Linked DNA regions of Mus musculus: regions 1 and 2 are each linked to region 3. The links are chromatin contacts, called in public HiChIP or PLAC-seq and promoter capture Hi-C maps. All regions are on one chromosome and are shown on one strand. Each heading gives the region's core, a stretch centred on a gene start, on an enhancer-like site or on the middle of the called end of the contact. The rest is flanking DNA. Distances are from core to core; before and after follow the strand shown. Region 1 overlaps Ttc7 (tetratricopeptide repeat domain 7). Region 2 overlaps Gm30938 (a long non-coding RNA gene). Region 3 overlaps Gm46609 (predicted gene, 46609).

Evidence for each region. HiChIP or PLAC-seq counts read pairs in DNA pulled down with a chosen protein or histone mark. Capture Hi-C pulls out chosen DNA fragments and counts their contacts.
Region 1: a promoter capture Hi-C map of adipose tissue shows a contact between it and region 3. The contact joins two enhancer-like sites. A contact is called at or near these places in 1 of 484 Hi-C or Micro-C datasets (forebrain), 1 of 115 datasets of contacts at active chromatin or transcription factors (pancreatic cancer cells) and 1 of 9 other capture datasets (adipose tissue).
Region 2: a contact with region 3 is called in an H3K27ac HiChIP or PLAC-seq map of embryonic stem cells, with 7 read pairs. The contact joins two enhancer-like sites. A contact is called at or near these places in 1 of 484 Hi-C or Micro-C datasets (embryonic stem cells) and 4 of 115 datasets of contacts at active chromatin or transcription factors (bone marrow-derived macrophages, embryonic stem cells, memory CD8 T cells and 1 more).

Annotation. Positions count from the first base shown.
Region 1 is chr17:87,377,661-87,381,544 of GRCm38.p6, reverse strand. Ttc7 (tetratricopeptide repeat domain 7) reads right to left here. Exons shown (of 20, transcript NM_028639.3): 20 at 1-1,696. The coding sequence ends at 1,475. Among named protein-coding and RNA genes, the nearest start is that of Stpg4, 48 kb to the left of the region's middle. Within about 2 kb of position 2,399, at least 64 of the 459 cell types and tissues checked have an H3K27ac peak or open chromatin away from gene starts, as enhancers often do. A contact at or near this core is called in adipose tissue, where this site is marked.
Region 2 is chr17:87,468,159-87,472,400 of GRCm38.p6, reverse strand. It overlaps Gm30938 (a long non-coding RNA gene), which reads left to right. Exons shown (of 4, transcript XR_385891.4): 3 at 610-704. Among named protein-coding and RNA genes, the nearest start is that of Gm30938, 4.3 kb to the left of the region's middle. Within about 2 kb of position 1,335, at least 23 of the 459 cell types and tissues checked have an H3K27ac peak or open chromatin away from gene starts, as enhancers often do. A contact at or near this core is called in embryonic stem cells, where this site is marked.
Region 3 is chr17:87,600,553-87,604,393 of GRCm38.p6, reverse strand. It overlaps Gm46609 (predicted gene, 46609), which reads left to right. Exons shown (of 3, transcript NR_169183.1): 3 at 1,388-2,111. Among named protein-coding and RNA genes, the nearest start is that of Gm46609, 11 kb to the left of the region's middle. Within about 2 kb of position 2,018, at least 107 of the 459 cell types and tissues checked have an H3K27ac peak or open chromatin away from gene starts, as enhancers often do. A contact at or near this core is called in adipose tissue and embryonic stem cells, where this site is marked.

The DNA.
Region 1 (3,884 bases), core at 1,150-3,649, 220 kb after region 3:
ACATATACATATATATATATATGCACACACATACACATATACACATAGAGACCCTTCAACCAAGGACTGAATAGCCTCCCTTTGGCCTGTGGCTGTGGCCAGGAGGCACCAGCTCTCTGGAGACACGAGGGGACAAGCAGGGTACATCAGTCCACCACGGAGCCAGACTCCAACGGCTTTCTCCGCAAGGCCACTGTGGTCAGCACGGTGACCCCTGACACATTCTAACACAAGCGCAAGGTGAACCCGAGGGAGCTCTACCCAGAGTAGGGGAGACAGAAGGAACTCTCTGCTAGGCCTTGGGGAATGGCTTCCTGAGGGAAAGTTTCAAAACCAGAGTGCATGGCTGACGAGCCAGGGAGGGACAGCTGCCCAGCGACCTGACAGAGAGCACGCGGGCACAGAAAGGTGAGGCAGGCTGTCAGGTTCCTCAAGCATGGCCGCTGTGGGAATCTAGGCAGGGGAGCACAAAAGGCCAAGCTGGGGCTTTGGGGTCACTCAGCAAAGCCTAAGATGAAAACTGGGCAGTGGGTGATGAGGTGTACTGGGCTGAGGCCTATAAATGGTCACTTGGATGTCATTCACCCAAGTGGGCGGGTCCAAAGACTTGAGGGACTGTGTACTCAAGGTACCAGGAATGGCTACGTCAGAACCCTGTTTTGTATTCCAAGGCGTATCCTGGAGGCCACCGGCTCAGGGCCCACGGAGTCTACTGACTGGGGCGTGTCTCCAGGGAGATGACAGTGAGTGAAAATGGAAGACGGGGGACGGTGTTTAGAGGCCTGGCCGACATGAGTCCAAAAGGCACTTGGTGGTACAGAGAAATCACATGTAGCCTCTAGGCAACCTCCCCATAAAGGAAACACCAGGCATCAACAGGGCCAATTCAGGCTGACAAGAGCCCAGGAGCCCACTGTCCCTCTTTGTATCTGGGACCTCAAGCTGTGGCTGTCCTGGGCAAGGCTTCAAGCTTTGCACTGCCCTGAGATCGGATGGGGAAATGTATCCGGGGCTCTCCGGCACGTCTGCTCACAGCTCTGTGAAGTCGCTGAGATTCAAGCCAGTTTGTCTCCCAAGGCACTCATCTCTGTGGTACACAAACTCAAGATTGGTTCATCCCAAACCAGGAAACCCGGGGTGGTGGGGGAAGCCAAGGAAGGGGCTTGGCTCCCAGACACACCTTTTATCTAAGAGGTGCCCAGCAACCGGCAGTCTCTGGGGGAGGCGAGGCGTTTGCCTTGGATGCAAATCTTGTCCCCCCAGCTTCAGTCAGGAGCTTAGGCCCAGCTGGGCCTGCAGGGTGTGGAGTGTGGGAGGAGAAGTGGCATGGAAGCCAGTGGAAGTGCTCACTTGTCATCTATTCCCTGAGGCCCCACATCTGGACACACGCCCTTCCCTGCCCCCTGCCTGTGTCTGCTGCCCCCGCCCCGCCCCTGGCAGGCAGTATATGGCTGCCAGCTGCAGCTGCAGAGGCTCACAGCTCTCTGGCAATGATGGAGAAGGGCAGCACAGGGCTGCTGGCCTCCAGCTCCAGGGCTGTGAGGAAGCAGTCCACGGCCGCTTCGTTCTGGCCTTGGTCCTGCAGCACCTCCCCCAGGCCCTGCCACGCTTCGTGGAAGGTGCTCTGTCTCTCCACAGCATCCCGCAGCACCTTCTGGGCCAGGCTCTTGTGGCCCAGCTGACTCAGCATCAGACCCTAGAAAGGAAGCAGAGGACGAGGTTAACCAGGCCTGGGCCTCCAGAGCCGGTGGGGAGAGCTTAGCAACCAGGGCGAGCCAGAGAGGCCCTCAGGTCTGGCTGGGCCACAGACAAATGACTGTGCCCTTTACTTATGCAAAACCCATCCGACCCTGCCCAAGCCCTGTTTTAACCTGTAGTAGCTATGTTCCTCTTGTCTTCAAAAGATGGGCCTTTAAGCCTAGACCTGATTTTGAGTGGCCCCGTGTGGGGAATTCTGAGCCCTCCAACTCACTCTTCAACAAATGGAAAAATAAAAATAAAATAATGCATTTTATCAGGGCCTGGGCATCTAAGCCGGGTGGCAGGAATGAGTCAGTGGACGAAAAGCTGTCTAAGACTGGAGCATGCTCAGTAGTGCCCAGGCCACGCTGCCCCTCACCCCAAGGGGGCACCCACAGCAGGAAGGTTATCTAGTTTTGTGACAAAGAGGGGGTGCTTGTCTGCCTGCCTCAGCAGCCCATCTTCCCCCGGGGACTGCTGGGTCCCGAGACCAAGCAGCCAGCAGACTCTACGCTCACAGGTGCCAGGGCGGGCGGGCGCTGGAGGGAGTGGATCAGGGCACAGAGCAGTTGCTGAGAGAATGAGAGAAAAGGGACTCAGCTATCCAAGGCCCCTTCGGTCAAGAGCAGGAAGTATGGCTTTGCAGTTTTAGCTCAAAGGACCACTGCAAAGAACTGAAGAGAGTAAGCTAGAGGAAGTGCCAGGAATTGTCACAAAGCGGGTGGGAAGTGAAACCGGCAGTCTTGAACATCCCCCATCCTCCCAGGGACAAGGACAAGGGACAGGGTGTGGGCACGGGGAAGGCTCCAGGTCCCAGAAAGGCTACTCTGTACCATTCTACTGACCTGCCACTGTGAAGGTATCCCAGGATGCTGAGAAGTGAGCACTTCTCTTGTTCCAAAGAGTGGAGGTATAAATCTTCAACCCTGATCTCCTGGGGAGGCAGGGGACCAGAGTGGGGGCAGGGAGCTGTCTTTGTGCCTGAAGCCCCCTCTCTGCAGCCCGCCCACTGGCGGCCATGCACATTTTTAGCTGGATTATTCTCCTCCTCCTCCCCAAGCTCCCTAGAGTTAGGCCCTTGGTTGCTATGGAGACGCACCAGGAAAGATGTACATGGCTGACTTCATAAATCCTAAGAGAGCTTGGAACATGACCAATTAGGCAGCAGAGAGGGTGCTGAGGAGGACTGGGGAAAGCTCTGTCTCCAGAGGCGCTGGCTGGAGGTCCTGGGGCCACAACCGACTCGTCGAGTGGCACCCTCCTATGACCCTAAGCATAGACACACCCAAGGACCCAGGAGTTCGGTAGCCTCAGCTGAGGCTGGAGAACAGCAGGTGGGGGCAGGGAGTAGCGGCACACAGGGCTGACCAGATGCACACAGCAGTGCTGACTCAGGGTTACCAGAACCAGCGGCAGGCAGCGTCTGTCCGGCCAGTAGTGCCCAGGCCACGCAGTTCTGCCCACATGGCCAGGGCAGGACCTTAAGTAGCTCACTCACAATGGAACAGGGCCTACAGGCTGGAAGGAAGGAAGGTTCTAGCCGATGGCTATCAGACACCAAAATGAAGTACCAAAAACCAAGCGCTCTGAAGCCTCTCAATGCTACCCACAGGGAGTGCTTGAGGATAGAGGTGGCCAGCGGGGCCTGTCAGAGGGGTGGGTGTGGGGTGTGGGGTGTGGGGTGGTGGTGGGGCGGGTCTACTTGCTTCTCTTCTCTGCGCTTTCTTTCTGGAGCTGCCTTCCACAGGAAACTTTATTGGTAAGAAGAGTCCACCCCCCTCACCTCCCAATCTCTAGCTGGGTCTAGTGGTGCAAACCCATCGTCCCAGCCACTTGGGAGGCTGAGGCAGGAGAATAACAAGTTGAAGACCTGACCAGGCAAGAGAGTTCTAGGCTAGCCTGGGGAACTTAGCGGAAACCAAATGGAAATAAACAGAGAGCAGGGAAGGAGCTCTGTGGTACGCTGCGCTGCCACCGCTTGCCTAACTTGCCTAACAAGTAGGGAGGCTGGCAGAGAGAAGGTGTGGGTGTTTGGGAAGGAGCCAGATGTGTCTGCAGGCTGAACGTGCGCCTCAGTAGAGAACAAAGGCCAGGGCTTAGCAGCCAGAAGGCCAGCTCTGCCACTGACATGCACTGTGACCTCA
Region 2 (4,242 bases), core at 86-2,585, 130 kb after region 3:
GAGTCATCTTGCAGGCCCCCTCTCCCCTTTCCATTGTGATAAAACCCACATTTATCATTTTGGCCAGTTTAAAGTGTGGAGCCCAGGAGATACCTGCTGTTTCAAATGGCATATAACTATCACTGCTTCTCAGTTACAGACATTGGTTGGTTGGTTGGTTGGTTGGTTGGTTGGTTGGTTAGTTGGTTCTTTTGAGACAGGATCCGCACTGGCCTTGATCTTGAGATCTTGATTCAGGGTGTGCACCACTTCACATGATCACCAGCTTACGTTTTAAGAGTTAACTACTGTGCCTAAGAAATCCATGGAATAAAAATACTTCTAACCTGTAAACCACTGGCCCAAAGGCAGACACTTCCTGAATTCCGGGGGTGGAGGGGGTATTGTTCATGTTTTCACTCCCCTAAACAAGTTTGTTTGACCCAACTGCACCAACCAGATGTGCTTGGTCACATGTAGACAGGAGGTACCGAGGCAGGAAATATGTTAGGATGCGTGCTTGTCCCGGATTGGCCCTGATGGAAAACTATGGCAGTCTAATGGATTTGCCCTTTTGTTGTGAATGGCCCTGGTGATGCCTGTATTTTGATGTTAATTCTGCTTTCTCAGGAAGGGTTGTCTGGACCAAACGGATGAGTCGCATACTCAGGTGACTTCTTGTGAACTCCACCCCACCCCCAATGAATAAAGGGACCAATCACTGGGTGAGTAGGCAGGACTTCTGGGTTGGATGGAGGAAGAGAGGAAGCAGGAGAGAGTTAGGGGCTTTTTGGACAGGGATAGTGACAGGGATAGTGACAGGGATAGTGACAGGGATAGTGACAGGGTTAGTGACAGGGATAGTGACAGGGATAGTGACAGGGATAGTGATAGTGTCTCCTGGCTTATACGGTAAATCCACTGAGGATTTAGATTTATTATGACTTACAAGATTAGGATTCTAGTATCTGTGGAACCGGTCTTTCTCTTGTGATTCTCAGGCTTAACATACACCCAAGCTCAACATTTTAAATGGTCCCACATGGAGATCTTCTATCCACTAAGACTTATTTTATTTGGTGTGTATGTATGTATTTGTGTCTATTTGCATGTATGAGCATCATGTAGATACTGGCCCCTACAGAAGCCAGAGAGGGTATTGAATGCCTGGGTGCTAGAGTTTGTGATAGCTGTGAGCCACCTGTTAAGGATGCTGGGGTCTGAACCCCTGTCTTCTGAAGCCATATGCTTAAAGAAACAAAAGGCAGCCAGCATTCCCCCTCAGTGTAAGCCCTGGGGCAGTCAGGCAACAGCAGCCACCCTTCTCTCCCCACCCCCAGTGCAGCCAGTTCTCCCTCCAGCATCGCTATCTCCTGTCTTTTGGAGAAAGCAGAGAATTAATGTCCTTGAAGTGATAAGACCCCCACCCTTAGGCTCTGGGAAAGAGACAACCGAGCGTTCCCAGCAGTCAAAAACAGCTACAGCCAGCTCGCAACAACAGGAAAGACCGCACTGGCCGGCCACTGATAACAGAACGAGTTACTCCTTTCCAGGTCAAAGAGGGCCTTTTCTAGATATACGGTCTCTCTTTTTTGTCTGGGAAAAAAAAACAAAAAACAAAAAACAAAAAACAAAACGCTATCAGTTCTTGAAGGCCCCAGCTTGTTTGTGCATTTCCCCTATATAAACCCTAAGCCCCTAGACCTGAGCATTGCATTCCTAATCGGTCTTGCGGGGAGGATTGTGTTTCAAGTCTGAACTCTAATGTGCCTACATTGGCCTTGTGGTCTCTGGCGGTCTCCTGGGGGTCTCCAGGACTGAGCAGATCATGCTCTGAACTGCAGTGACACCTCTGTACACATTGTCATTCTCCACCTCCTCGTTCCTCATCCTCTGCCTTTCTGTTCCTGAAGTTGCATGTGATGGGGGTGGGGCGGGGTGGGGCAGGGCGGGGCGGGGCGGGGCTCCTAACCCTTGGCCTTGAATTCCTGTTTTCATGATCCATTTACACTTTGGCATCTACCAGTATTTGCTTCTCTCTATAATCAATAGTCCACTGAATGGCCATTGTCACTCACTGATTCCTTGATGGACATTTAGGTTGTTCATTCTTTTCCGCCGTTGTGGATGATGTAGACATCGACATTTGTAAACAAGTTTGTTTAACCGCTTTCAGTTCTCTTAGGTTTTATACCCAGCAATGGAGTTGTCAGAGTGTGGAGATTTATTTATGTGTTATTTATGGAGGGACGCAAAGCTGCCTTCCATAGTGACTGTGCTGGGTTAACTGTATCCTACATTTTCCATTTACTTCTCTGCTTCATTGAGAACATTTCTTATTGTCCATTTTCCTCTGAGTGTAGGCCTCCCAGCATGACCAGTAGATGCATTTTGAGGTGCGCACTTAGCGTAAAACATTCCTGTCTGTAAATGTCTTACTGCACCTTAGGAGGTGGCTCCCTGTAGCTGTTTATCACAGTTTGCTCTGACCCAGATAATAGCTGACTGGACTAAGGCCGCATTTTGGAATCTATATTTGAGAAGGATGATAGGTAGACCTGGTTCACACAGCAGAGGGGTGGTGGGAGAGGTGGGTGTAGTTCCCATAGCTGAAACATGAATTTTATAGTTGCAAATGTATGGTTTGGGTTTCACTATACAGCCCTGGAACTCAGTATGTAGATCAGGTTGGACTGTAACTCAGCGAGACAGATCTGCCTGCCCCTGCAGCTTGAGTGCTGGGACTGAAGGTGTGAGCCCACCAGCATCCGGATTTGTTATCTTTTTAAAAGATTATCTTTGGTGAGCACGCAGAGAAATAAGTTTTGCTCTGACATTTCGTACACAGATATGGTTGATCACACTGTGCCGAGAACTTTCTAAGTCTCCCACAACGGCTAAGTTCCTGGCTTCAGTCTTTGCTTGGACTGAGCTGCACTGCCGTCTCAGGCCCCATACCTTTTCCTTTTAGCCTACCGTGGTTGTGCCTTTCAGTAGAATTTTTCTTGCCAATGTGTAGAACCCAGGGCAACAGCCAGTCTCTGTCACTCTCACAACCAACGTAAGCTTCAGACTGTTAAACAAACCGAAGCACAAAACCTCGGAGTGACTCTCATTTCTCTTCCCCTAAAACTCCCTTGGTGTGACTTTAATGACCTTGTCCCTGTCTATTTCCCCAGTGGAATTTGGAGGCAAATTTTGTGTCAAGGTCAGTCAGTACTGGTGCTGAATCCTCAAGGGTGGGCAGCCAGCTCTTGCTGCCACCTTGATGTGACTCTTGATGTTTGTCCTGGTCTTTCCCTTCCTAATAACAGAACGATTCTAGTCAGCTCACAGGTGTCACGCTTTGTTGTGTTGCCTGTCACTGGTAATCCTCGCTCTCTCTTTCTCGATCTCTCTGTCTGTCTCTGTCTCTGTCTCTGTCTCTGTCTCTCTATCTCTCTCTGTCTCTGTCTTTCTGTCTCTGTCTCTGTCTCTCTCTCTCTGTCTCTCTCTCCCTCTCTCTCTCACGTGCACACACACAAAGCTCTGCGGTTCACCCAGGCCACACACAGTATGGAGAAAGAACCTTCAGCTGAGATTTCTGAGAACAGCATTCTGCTTGCATTCCTGCCGCTGGCTTCACTCTGTATTGCTGAGCGAGTCATGAGACTGGTTTCCCATCTGTGGAAGTAGAAGAGAAAAATAATACTCTCCCTGCTTGCACAGAGAGGCAAGTTAAAATTAGGTCATGGATGTGAACATTCTGTAAAGAAAAAAAATATATATATATATATTGCTGCATCCATAAAAACAAAGCGGTGAGCTCCTGCTTCCACGCTCCAAGTTCAAATCGCTTGCTCAGTAACGACTGGGGCTTAGCTCTTCCTGCTTTCAAGGATGAATCTGTCTGTTCCCCCGCTTTTCTTAAGCCTTGATAAACACTTTTAAAAATTGCAAACAAGGGCTGGTGAGATGGCTCAGTGGGTAAGAGCACCCGACTGCTCTTCTGAAGGTCCAGAGTTCAAATCCCAGCAACCACATGGTGGCTCACAACCATCCACAACAAGATCCTCTTCTGGAGTGTCTGAAGACAGCTACAGTGTACTTACATATATTAATAAATAAATCTTTAAAAAAATTGCAAACAAGTAAAACAGGAAACAACAGTGGTAAGATAGCTCAGTGGTTAAAGAGTACTGGCTGCTGCTCTTCCAGAGGATCCAGGTTCAGTTCCCAGCACCCACAAGGCAGATCACACCTGTTTGTAACTCCGGTTCCGGG
Region 3 (3,841 bases), core at 769-3,268:
AGCTGGAGCTATCGATGGCTGTGAATTGCCCCATGTGTGTGCTGGGCACTGAACTCTGGTCTTCTCCCTGCTGAGCCAGCGCTCTAGCCCCACATCAGTCCTGCTACATACGGAGGTTCTTGAAAGCCTTTATTTGTTGGCTGACACATAACTGTACTTGTGTAAAGAACACAGTGTGACATTTTAGTTCTTGTATATGACGGTAGTCAGGTGATAGTGGTGTATGCCCTATGATCCCAGAACTCATAAGGCTTCTGACTAGAGAGTTAGGAGTTCAAGGACAGCCTGGGCTATATGAGATACTACTTAAACATACATACAAACAAACAAACAAACAAACACCAAAAACAATAAAACAAACAAATCAAAACCAGATAATGATCAGATCAGGGCAGTTAGCACATCTCTCATCCAGACATCCTCCTTTCTCTGGGTTCTGAGCATTCAAGACCTCTCTGTTTTTGTGAGACAGGATCTCATGTAGGCCAGGCTGGCCTCAAATTCGTTGTCTGAAACAGGCTTATAACTACAGACTGCAGCTTCCCTGGAAAGGCCTTCTCAGTCACAGATAGAAGTCACATGAGTGAATACTGGCCGGGCTATTTCTTCTGCGGAGAAGGCCTGGCTGTTCCTTTAGCCTGCCTGCCCTTTTACAGAATGGCAAGCCTTCCCTCCTACCTTCAGGGTTCCTGTGGAAGCCAAAGAGATGGGTCCACGAATGGCTGGGAGTTCCGGTTGAGTCTGTGCTTATATAAACATCACACTGAGAAGTGAATAGCAGGAGCAGGTATAAAGTGTGACGTGATCCCTCCCAGCATGCAGCGTTGCTCAATGGAGTCCATTCATGTCCCCGAGAAAAGCAAGGAGAGGTACTGGAAGGAGTGGGTGGAACCAGAAAGTTCCTAGGACAAAGGTGTTATCCGCACCATAAAAGTGAGGTATCATGGCCTTGGGCCCCACGCCCATGGATGGAGAGAAAACCAGAGCTGAGGTAGCTCCCCAGAACTCAGGCCAGTGTACACTCGGAGCGGCTGAGGCGAAGCTGACGAACCTCAAAGGCTTCGTGGGAGAGCCTGTGAACAGACCAGAGAGTGAGGTCACTGCATGAGCTGAGAAGGAAACGGTGGTTGGCGGAGGGCTGCCCTACCACAGCCGGCCAGCCTACCACAGCTGCCCTCTGGGTAGATAGATACTAGCTGATTTAGTCTCTAAAAGCTGGAGTCCACTGTACATGTACAGTTCAATGCCTTGGGGTGTGGGGGCTCCCCTTGTTAAAATGTGAATGGTCACATTCATTTGTGGGATCGTCATGAATGATGAATGGGATTTTTTTTTTCTTTTTTCCTTTTCTTTTTCTTTTTCTTCTTTGTCTTTCCTTTTCATTTAGGCCTCTAGCTGGGACCACACCCTGCCACCTGAGACACAGAGGCCAACGGTGAGGAAAGCAGGCGGAATGGAAATGCCCCTTTAACCATCCAAGAACCAGAGAAAAGCCACAGGCTCCAGGAAGGTTCAAAGGGCAGAGGGAGGGCCTGGTGAACTCGAAGTCTCCAAACAGTAGCTTGGACATGCCCATTGGGGCAGGGCAAAGACAGCATCCCGCACAGGGACTTCTTTGGCATTTATGTTGGACAGTCACCCCGAGCTCTCTGACTACAGGCCTGGAAAGTCTCTACAGTTAGTACTGAGAAGAGTGGGAGCTCGGTGAGATTCCACGGTGGGGGGATCCAGGCAGGGAGACTGGGCCTGCAGTTAGAGCTGCTTGTCTTTCTGGATCAGGAACTCAGAAATCAGATACTGGCTTGACCTGCCTTCAAAGTAGGATTGACCGTAGGTATGTTGGGATGGTTGGGCATTTCCTGAAAATAACGTTTTCCCTACCCTACTCACTGATCCCTAGCATTCCTTTAACAGGGAGCCAAGACTTGCGTTACAGAGCAAATTTAAAGTGGCTCGGGAAGAGAAACTCTAGACAGAGGAAGAGGAAGTGTGTGTGTGTTGGGGGGGGGGGGGGCTCGAGCACACGCGCGCATGCCCTTCTTGTACGGTGGTCATGTTTTGCTCATGCCCATGCGCATGAGGGAATAAATCAGCTTCCTCTATCACAAAAAGCAGCAGAATTATTCCCAACTGGCTTTAGGTTTCCCAGATTTAGGCAGCAGAAGAAAGCAAAGCCGCCCCCTCCCCCCTCCCCAGACAACATTATGAAACCAGAGAGCTGCTCCAAAGGCTTCAATTCTTCTTATTTTTTTACGTTGGTAGTTCTCTGCCTTTCTGATATGTAGTGCTGCCTCCTGCTGGCCATGTTGCGGTATAGCGGCTGAAAGGCACGGGGGTGAGGGGTGGGGGACTCTGACCCCCTACCTAGGAAGCCTATGGCGGGAACATCGCTTAAGAAACAGGATAAGACTCTCAAAAAAAAAAAAAAAAAAAAAAAAAAACAACAACAACAACAACAAAAAACCTCTGGGTGTCTTTTGGCTTTGAATTTAAACAGGGATATCTATGTCTTGAGCTCTAGTTTAGCAAATTAGGTTCCAGGGCCTTGAATGTTCAAAGAACAATGGCTGCCAGCTCCACCCACCTCCTGGATTCCAGGTTCCCGGGCAATCTTCTGCAGTTCTCTCCGGTGAGGCTGCGGCCTCCAGGGCGTGGTGAGAGTCTCCATTGTCTTGTTCCCTACCACTCCTAGAATCTCTCCAAAGGAGATTTCCCTACAGTTGCTAAGCAAAGCAGTGCCAGTTTCTGTAGATAGGGCCCAGCAGAGATTAGAATTTATGTAGCTGCACTTGGATGGTCAAATATCTCAAAAAAGATACCTTCAAGTTGCCTGATGCTATGCTAGAGTATTAACAAAAGCCACCAAAAGCCGGGCGGTGGTGGCGCATGCCTTTAATCCCAGCACTTGGGAGGCAGAGGCAGGCAGATTTCTGAGTTCGAGGCCAGCCTGGTCTACAAAGCGAGTTCCGGGACAGCCAGAGCTACACAGAGAAACCCTGTCTCGAAAAAAAAAAAAAAAAGTCACCAAACATATTTATTGCCTTTTTATTTTAATTTGTGTGTGTGTGTACATGTGCCATTACAAATGTTTGTGAGCCACCATGTGGTTGCTGGAAATTGAACTCAGGACCTCTGAAAGCCACTCTTAGCCCCAGCCCAATGTCTAGGCTTTTTTTTTTTTTTTTTAAAGAATAAAAGATGGTGTCTTGATATGTGGCCCAAACTGTTCTCAAAGTTCCAGCAGTCCTCCTGCCTCAGCATCCTGAATGCTAGGATTACAGGTGTGCACCACCATGCCCTGCTAACCAAGCATTTTAGAGACACTGATAAAATTTATACTGGTTTCAGCTGTATAGTTCCAATTCACGAGAATGAAGGTAGGTGGGTCTAGAGAGATGGCTTGATAGTTAAGAGGACTGGCTGCTCTTTGTAGAGGATCTGGGTTAGATTTCCAATATCCACATGACCATCTATAATTTCATTTCCAGGGATATGATGCCCTCTTCTGGCATGCAGGCATTTATATGCAGATAGAGCACACATACATAAAACAAAGAAATAAATCTTTTTTAAAAAATTTAAGACACACCTTTATTCCCAAAACTCAGGAATTCAAGGTCAGCCTGGTCAACAGAGCAAGTTCCAGGGCAGCCAGGGCTAAACAGAGGAAACTCTGTCTTAAAACTCAAACAAAGCCCAGAGATGCCTCAGCAGTTAAAGGTTGGGCCATGGAGCATTAAGACCCAGAAGGTGGAAGGAGAGGATGATTCCTGCTGGAAGTCTGTGGCGAGCTGTAGCTTACCAGGGACCCCCTGAGTGAACCACGTGGAGCCAGGAATCA